Linked DNA regions of Sus scrofa: region 2 is linked to region 1. Evidence: chromatin contacts called from public promoter capture Hi-C data. All regions are on one chromosome and are shown on one strand. The core of a region is the stretch at or near the end of the contact, and the rest is flanking DNA. Distances in the headings are between cores, read along the strand shown.

Region 1 (4,500 bases), core at 710-3,209:
GAAATCACAAGGACTGTTCACAGATATTTCAGTTCTCTTCCTGGCCCACTTTGGAGTTGGTTGTGGCCACGAGCTTTGCTTTGGCCAGTGAAATGAGAACGGCAGTAATATATTATCACTTCTAGGGGGGTGCACAGTTTTCCATGTTTCCTTCCCTCTGCCACAGTGATCAAAGCAGCACACTACCGAGGAGTCTCCAGTGCCCCGGATTCCTTAGTGATGATGAACAGAACCCCCCACTAACCCACAATGAGCATGTGTATAATCACAAGCTGTGGATAAGCAAGAAGCTAGTCAGCAGAAAGAGGAGAGTGGGACAGACTTGCCGAGAGAATCTGAGATGCCATGAGAGAAAGATGAGAGCAGCTGATCCCTAGAATTTCTTTGGTTCCAGGTGCTTTCCAGGTCCCCTGGATTCTAACCCTAAACCCAACATTATCCTATGGAGCTTGAATAGGACTCCTGATGTTTGAACAACAACAACAAAAAGCTACATTAAACATAAATTAAACAAAAAGCTAAATTAATATTTTTTCACTTAACAAAGTGTCCCCAAAATGCTGAATCAAAAGTTACGAGCATTTTAATATGTATTGCCAAATGTCATACACTAACAAGGCAGGGAGTGCCCCTTTCATGGTACAGTAGTCTAGACGATAATGGTTATGCATATTAAAAGACAAAACAAGGTGGAAGAGAAAAACTCTGCAAATAGCAAAAAAAAAAAAGTTAAATCTATTAATCACTGTTTATTAGTGAGCTGAATTTTTTCAAATGTTTCTAAGTCATTTATTCCTTCTTTTGTAAATAAAAAATTAATTTCTCCCCTAAAAAGAAAAAAAAGTATTAAAAAAGGGAGTTCCCCTTGTGACTCAGCACTGACTAGTATCCATGAGGATGCGGGTTGGATCCCTGGCCTTGCTCAATTTGTTAAGGATCTGGTGTTGCCCTGAACTGTGGTGTAGGTAGCAGATGTGGCTCGGATTTAGTTTTGCTGAGGCTTGTGGCACAGGCTGGCAGCTGTAGCTCCAATTTGACTCCTAGCCTGGGAATTTCCATATGTCACATGTGCAGCCCTAAAAAGCAAAATGTATATATATGTGTGTGTATATATATATCTATATATACACACACATATATAATTAATTTCTCTTGACTATTTATTAAGATCTTAAAATTTTTTTAATGAGTGTATGTGAGCTTTTTGTATTGTAGTAATTGTCACAAATATTTGTACAGTTTGGTTTGCCTTTCAGATTTTTGTTATGTTGGTGTTTTATGTCAGTTTTTTACTGTTGTGTAATAAAACATATTTTTCTTCATTAAGTGGCATATTATCCAGTGCTTTGTTAGCATCTCCCATGACTTTATTGTGTAAAAATTATCATTCTAAACATTTTCATGTGCTATGTAAATCAACACCTTTTATATGTAACTATTAATATTGCTTCCCATATTTTTCCTTTTAAAGATCAAATTATTGATTCACAGACCCCAACTCTTTTTTCAACTTCTTTTAATGAAATGTCTAATTGTCCCACTGTATATCTCAGCAATCATATTCCCTCTGTCCTCACACAAAGATGATTCAAATTTTTAACTTATGTTAATTATTAAGCTGCTGAGAAGGATTTTACTGGACACCAAAGAAATACACCTGTCTTTACTCTTGAACTCATATCTGGGCTGTGTGTGTGTGTGTGTGTATTTTTTTCTGAAATCCTTTGGTGTCCTTGATTTTGCACTTTTATTTTGAACATTAAGCCCAATGGATAGGGCCTTTAGTTTTAGTTCATTTTTGACAATTGTTCTATTTTGTATAACATAACAGTTAAAAACAGTTTAGGGCTATTGTCAAATCAAACATTTAGAAACAACAATAGATAGAGTTCTGCCTCCTGAGGGCTGGTGTGACCTAATCCTAACATGACTTTTTGTCTAGATAATTTATGGTTCACTGTCTGTCCTGTTGACCCTGCAGCTATTGCCAGAACACAAACCTGATTTAACTCTGCTGCTTACAAAGTTTTCATGGTTCCCAGTTAACTACAGATAAAATCAAAACCTTTTAGAACAGAAAAACAGCCTTTAACCATCTGCCCTGGCTCTTTTTATCTTCATTTGCACCCCTCTTAAAATGTGTACAGGAGCTGCAGCCACAGAGAGGTGCTTGTCAGTCTCAAAAAGTTATTTCTCATGTCAGTGCTTTTGCACTTATCCCTTAATCCCATTTAGAAATTCCTGCCCTGCTCTCCCTGCTTCTCCATCCCAATTCTTAGTATCCTTCAAATACCAACTCAAAGTTCACTTCATTAGTGACAGACTTCCGAGTTCAGACTGCCTGGCAGTCAGTCCCCTTCTCCTCCAGTCCCCTTCTCCTCCAGTCCCCTTCTCCCCTTCTCCACAATCATAGACAAGTGGAGGAGAGAGACATGGAAAGAAACACATGGTCAAAAAGACCATGAACTCCTTAAGGACAAAGATCTCATCATTTATTCACTTCTATGTCCCTGCACCTAACTGTCAAATAAATAAATGTTGAATTGAATTTGACTGAATCATAAGGAATGAGTTTAATAATTGCATTTTACTTTTAAGAATATCAACTATGTAGATTTTCTTAAGTTATAGGTTCATAATTTGACCTTAAAAAAAAATACAAGAATGGTTGCTAAAATTTTATAAATGTTATGTAATTTTTAAAAAATTTCAGTTATTTATATATTATTTTTAAAAAGTACATAGTGTTTTTTACTTTAAGGAGGTCTGTATAATTCATAGGATTATATGAATGTCTCAGGGTAATTTGGAAGTATACAAAGCTTGGAAATAATATTGGAATGGATAGCTGAAATGCAAATATTAAAGTATAGGAATGTGCCAAAAAAGAAACTCTCGCCTGAAAAGAACACATGTTTTTTGCAGAAAGCAAAACCCTGACATATTTAATGAAGCGTTGTGAAATCTGCTCACTCAAGGCCCACGGAAAGCAAAGTCAAGGTTCAGACCAAACTTTGTTTAGAAACTTTGAAACCACGTGTTTAAAGAATGAGAAAGGTTTGTCAAGACTTTCTGCCAAAGCATATCACAAGCTTATCATGTGCTTCCTGTCTGCTCTTAAAAACCTAGTCTCTATAAGCTAGCCAGATGCTGGCATTTGGAATAGCCTCTAGTTAGGTCTCAAACCTGGTCGCATCTTCATTTCCCAAAAGAAGCACCAGTAACTTTGCAGTCTCCTCTGTCTCATATAACTTGTTAACTCTGTTTCATAAAATTCCTCAATTTTAACTTTAGAGCCATGATATCAACATTTATAATCCTGAAAATACAAAAATTAAATTGAAGCTAATGAAGGTAATCACCTTCCTAATAAACCTGCTCATTCTGTATGCTCTATTATATTGCAGCCATCTTTCCAACCATCCACCTGAAAAAAGTTGAAGTCATAACAATAGCAGGTAACATTTATTGAGGGCGCTTAATGTCCCAAGTGCTGTGCTTTTTTATCTCCTTTAATTCTCACAGGAGTTTCTAGGAAGAAAATGACTAGAATACATGTTCCTGACCTCCCCCTTTGGTCTCTTCCCCCCCCCCCGCCCCAATTCCATAGTGGAGCAATTTAGTAACTGACAGCAGCAGGCCTTTGATGGTAATGTGTGTTTTTTAAGGACATCCATAGGAGAGGGTAGATACCAGATATATGAGGTCTGTAACTTTGGGAAAAAAGAGGGCTGCACAAGTAGATGGAATCATTCTGCTTCCAAGTGTCTGAGAAAAGTGTTTCTCTCCCAAGTACTTGGAGGGCCTGGAAGAAAAGTATATAATATTAGAATAGTGGTTCTCACCTGGACTGTGGCAATTACATCATCTGGGAACTTCTTAGCACTTGTTCTAAATGCACATTTTCCAACCTCACTACGAGCCTGCAAATCAGAAACCCTGGGAGTGAGGCCCAAGAAGCTGTGTTTTTGTTTTTGTGTTTTTTTTTTTTTTTTAATGGCCACACTTGCTGCCGATGGTCATTCCCCCAGCCCAAGGATTGAATATGAGCTGCAGCTGCAACCTACACTGCAGCTGTGGCAAGGCAGGATTCTTTAACCCACTGCTCTGGGCCAGGATTGAACCCATGCCTCTGTAGTGACCTGAGCTGCTGCAGTTAGATTCTTAACCCACTGTGCCACAGCAGGAACTCCAAGAAGCTGTGTTTTAATAAGACCTCCAAAAGATCATGATACATATCCAAGTTTGAGAACCCTGGGGCTATAGGAGCAGATGGTTTAATATCTTCCAAGCCGGAATCCCCAGCCAGCTGACCTATAAAGGTGCTGAGGAACTTCTATCTGATAGTAGGACACAGGAAATTATAATGCATTTAATAAACTCAGTAATTTGAGGGGGATTTACCTAGCTGATCAACCAGAAGGAGTGACTCCTCTAAGAAGAAATAATCAGATAGAAGATAACTTTAATATTAATAGCAGTCCTATTAGCTCCCTTAAT
Region 2 (4,500 bases), core at 613-3,112, 130 kb after region 1:
AAGACCTAAACAGACATTTCTCCAAAGAAAACATGCAGGTAGCCAACAGGCACATGAAAAGTGCTAATTACAACATTGCTAATTATTAGAGAAATGCAGATCAAAACATCTCATACCAGTCAGAATGGCCATCATTAAAAATGATGCTAGGAATTCCAGTTGTGGCCCAATGAGATAGGCAGAAATAGAATTGCAGACATTAAGAACAGATTTATGGGCGTTCCTGTCGTGACTTAGTGGTAACAAACCCAACCAGTATCCATGGGAACGCAGGTTCAATCCCTGGCCTTGCTCAGTGGGTTAAGGATCTGGTGTTGCTGTGAACTCTGGTGTAAGTTGCAAATGCAGCTCAGATCCAACCTTCCTGTGGCTGCGGCATAGTCCTGCAGCTATGGCTCTGATTCAGCCCCTCGACTGGGAACATCCATATGCTGCAGATGCAGCCCTAAAAAAAAAAAAAAAAAAAGAAAGAAAGAAAAAGAACAGACTTGTTTTGGCCAAGGAGGAGAAGTTGGGGGAGAGATGAAGGGGTATTGGCATTAATAGACATAAGTTAATACACATAGAATATGGATAAACAACAAGGTCCTACAGTATATCACAGGGAACTATATTCAATATCCTATCATAAACCATAACGGAAAAGATTTTTAAAATGTATCTATCTGTCTGTCTGTCTGTCTATACACACATACATTTGCCTGGAGAATTGCCTTAATATATGGAGGCAAGAAAGCTTTTCCCTAAACTTAGCTGTTTTCTATCAACTGGTGTCAATTTAACCGGGTTTCAGGGGTCTGTATTTCTGCCAAGTAGGTGGATACCTTCTTAGAATATAGGGATGAGGCCATCCAACCCCAAGAAGAAATAGTGATAAAATCGGCAAAACTAAACTGTTAGATTTCAGGGTAGTAGTTAGTCTTAGTAGAGGGAAAAGATTACAAGGGAGGCTTCTAGGGGTCTGGTAACATTCTGAGTTTTGACCTGGGTGTTTTGACCTATGTGGGTATGTTCATTTTGTGAAAGTTGAATGAAATGTACCCTTGTAACTGTACTTTTGCGTGTGTGTTGTATTTTTGGAGTTCCTTGGTGGCTCAGCAGGTTAAGGATCCAACGTTATCACTGCTGTGGCAGTTCAATCCCTGGCCGGGAACTTTTGCATGCCATGAGTGCAGCCCCCCCCCCCCCAAAGGACATTTTTAAGTGGGATATACTGATTAAACTGGATTAAACACAAAAAGATCCACCTCTATGAGGGCTAGTGGCTCTTTCCTAGGCTACCAGATTTAACAAATAAAAATATACGATTCTCAGTTAATTCTAAATTTCAGATAAAGAACAAATAATTTGTTTAGTAGAAGTATGTCCCAAGCAATATTTGGGACATGTTTATACTAAAAAAGGTATTCATTGCTTATCTGAAACTCAAGTGTAACTGGTCATCTTGTATTTTATCTTCAACCCTCATCTTTGATCTAATGAGAAAGTGAAAAAGGATATATAATGAATCATATGTATTTAGGATATACATAGTCTTAGAAGGAAATATTAACAAATGAGAGAATAAGTGCTCTAGTATTTTACTTTCTCCATTCCTCCTTCATTCATTCCTCTATTCTATTGTTTTAGATTTCTCATTTCCACATTCACATCAATGAAAAGAGGAAAAGTAAGAGAAGCAAAGGAAGTAAGATAGTGCCCAAATCATTTATGCTTTCATTTGTTGTTTGAATCTGCAACTCTGTTGGTTGGTGTTCCTGAAAATGTCACTCCTGTGTTCTCATTTCTTATTTTTTACTGAACTGTTTCCTCTCTATGTTACTCTTTTTCAGAACTTTGTGACCTTTGCCCAGATGGAAGTTGAACCCTCCTAAGTATAATCAGTGTTTTCCTGCCTTTTCTTATCTAGGTTTCATAGGCTAAACTTAAAAAATCAATTTGTTATTGATCTCAGAAAGGTCACTTTTCCTTTTTCTCTCTCTAACAATGATAACTGATATGTACCTGGTACATTTTAACTATGCTTATTACGTAGTTGGTAGATATGCAAGAAGTTTTCAGAATTCCATTGCACTTTCCACTCCTAAAGGTGAAGAGATTCTCGTACAGATTATTTACGACAACTAGACTTTGTCAGCAGATGGAATCAAATCCAAAAGTTTTTGTGCTTTGACACATTTTCAGTTCATATAGATGACTGGTCATAAAATGAAATTATTTCCGGCTTTCCTGAAGACTTCCAGGTTGTGATTTTGTACCAAGAGAATTACTCACTTTATTTAGAGTAAAATTCTCAAGTCAACAGTGATTTTGATATCCTTTCATTTAAACAATAAGTACATCTCCTAAAATGCTTGAGGGGAAGATGAAAGGGAGGAAAAAAAGGAAGTTGCATCCACATCAAATAAAGATCATAAGGTATCTCAACAACCCATATTTGGAACCTTTGCGCTAAAGACGAGCCACCAAATCTCTTCCAAAGTTAGTGAGTTCTCTGCAACGTGGTTAGCAAAAGTATATTTCTGATTGAGTCACTTCACTAATCATTGATCTAGTCATTTTAAGCAATTCTGGACAACACTTTTCACTGCTTATTTTTCACATGATTGAACTGACTGGTTATCTTGTCTTGGAAAATCAAAACTTCAAAAATCATATATATATATATGTGTGTGTATATATATGTGTGTGTGTGTATCCATTACTCCTGTGTTCATGAGTTTTACTGTGACCAATTTCTTTTGCAGAGGGAGAGAGAGAGACAGAGAAGGAGTGGAGTGGGAGCAGAATGATAAAGGCTCAGTATGTGCAGAAAATTTTAAAATACACAAAGACAAATTAGTATAAAAGCATCATAAATAAGGCAAAAAGGTATTAATTTTTATGAAGCAGTATCAGCATAAATACATAAATTGTGTCTAGTTTTTTCAGGACACTTCATAAGCATTGCTGCAAGATTTATTAATCAATAAATGATGTATACAATTGCAGCATCTTTAACATTTGGAATAATTTTTTCAACTCTAAGCGTTCTACTGCAAATGCAGTTGTAACCTTTAGGAGCTAAGAAAGCTCCAGTAACGTGCTGGGTTGTTACCAATTACTGACCAACTACTTACCCTTGGAGTCCTTGACATTCCTGTAACAAAAGTCTCCAAAGTTCGTCCCCACCTACTTTTCCAACTTTGTCTTCCACAACCCCCATTTGCCTTGGGTTATTTCTGATCAGGTCTCTTTATTGGCTCTGTACCCTGGAGCTGCCAGAATACCACCTCCTCCCTGCCCACTCAAATCTTCCCACCAATGACATGCCCAGCCCCAAACCCACCACCTTCATTAATTGATATCTGCCTATTCTGGTTCAAAGCCATCCTTTCTATTGCCTGCCTATATTACTAATTTACTGTAATTGGTAATTTGGTACACTAATATTTTTATTAAGCATTTTTAGTATACTAGCATGTACCATCTTCAGCAGTTTTTTTCCTTTTTCTTTTAGCATTTGTTTGTTTTTTTATTAAATATGGTTGATGTACAATGTTGTGCCAATTTATGCTCTACAGCAAAGTGACTCAGTCATACATATATATACATTATTTTAACATATTGTTTTCCATCATAGTCTATCCCAAGAGATTGACTATAGTTCCCCATGTAATACAGTAGGGCCTTACTGGTTATCCATTCTAAATGTAATAATTTGCATTTACTAACCCAAAACTCTTAGTCCTTCCCAATCCCTTCCACCCTTCCTCTTGGCAACCACAAGTCTGTTCTTTTTTTTTAATTTTTTTATTGTTATTTCCCCAATATTATTTTTTTCTACTGTGTTCTTTATGTCTGTGAGTTTGTTTCTGTTTTGTAGATAGGTTCTCTTGTGCCATATGTTAGATTCCACATATAAGTGATATCACATGGTATTTGTTTTTCTCTTTCTGACTTACCTCACTTAGTATAATAATCTCTAAGTTCATCCATGTTGCTGCAAATGGCATTATTTCATGGTTTTTATGGCTGAGTAGTATTCCATTGTATATATGTACCACATCTTCTTAATCCATTCATCTGTCAGTTGACATTTAGGTTGTTTCCATGTCTTGGCTATTGTGAGTAATGCTACTATGAACATAGGGGTGCAGATATCTTTTTGAATTATAGTTTTGTCCGGATATATGCCCAAGAATGGGATAACTGGATCATATGGTAATTCTATTTTTAGTTTTCTGAGGAACCTCCATACTGTTTTCCATAGTGGTTGCACAAATTTACATTCTCTCCAGTAGTGTAGGAGGATTCCCTTTTCTCTACACCCTCTCCAGCATTCGTTATTTGTGGACTTATCAATGATGGCCATTCTGACTGCTATGCACTGTTTTCTTAAAGAGTTAATTAATATTCTTGGGTATTTGGACACATGCTTGTAAACTATAAAATTTCATAACCAAGGAAATATGTTACTGTTTTCATTAACTAGTTTATCCCTGAGACGGGGATTTTTCA

What was found. Promoter capture Hi-C pulls out the DNA fragments that hold promoters and counts their contacts.
Region 2: a contact with region 1 is called in a promoter capture Hi-C map of liver, with 5 times the contacts expected there. The contact joins two enhancer-like sites. A contact is called at or near these places in 1 of 5 promoter capture datasets (liver) and 2 of 47 Hi-C or Micro-C datasets (liver and skeletal muscle).

Annotation. Positions count from the first base shown.
Region 1 is chr3:78,055,277-78,059,776 of Sscrofa11.1, forward strand. No RefSeq gene overlaps it. Among named protein-coding and RNA genes, the nearest start is that of UGP2, 27 kb to the left of the region's middle. Within about 2 kb of position 1,960, at least 5 of the 83 cell types and tissues checked have an H3K27ac peak or open chromatin away from gene starts, as enhancers often do. A contact at or near this core is called in liver, where this site is marked.
Region 2 is chr3:78,186,644-78,191,143 of Sscrofa11.1, forward strand. No RefSeq gene overlaps it. Among named protein-coding and RNA genes, the nearest start is that of MDH1, 74 kb to the right of the region's middle. Within about 2 kb of position 1,863, at least 5 of the 83 cell types and tissues checked have an H3K27ac peak or open chromatin away from gene starts, as enhancers often do. A contact at or near this core is called in liver, where this site is marked.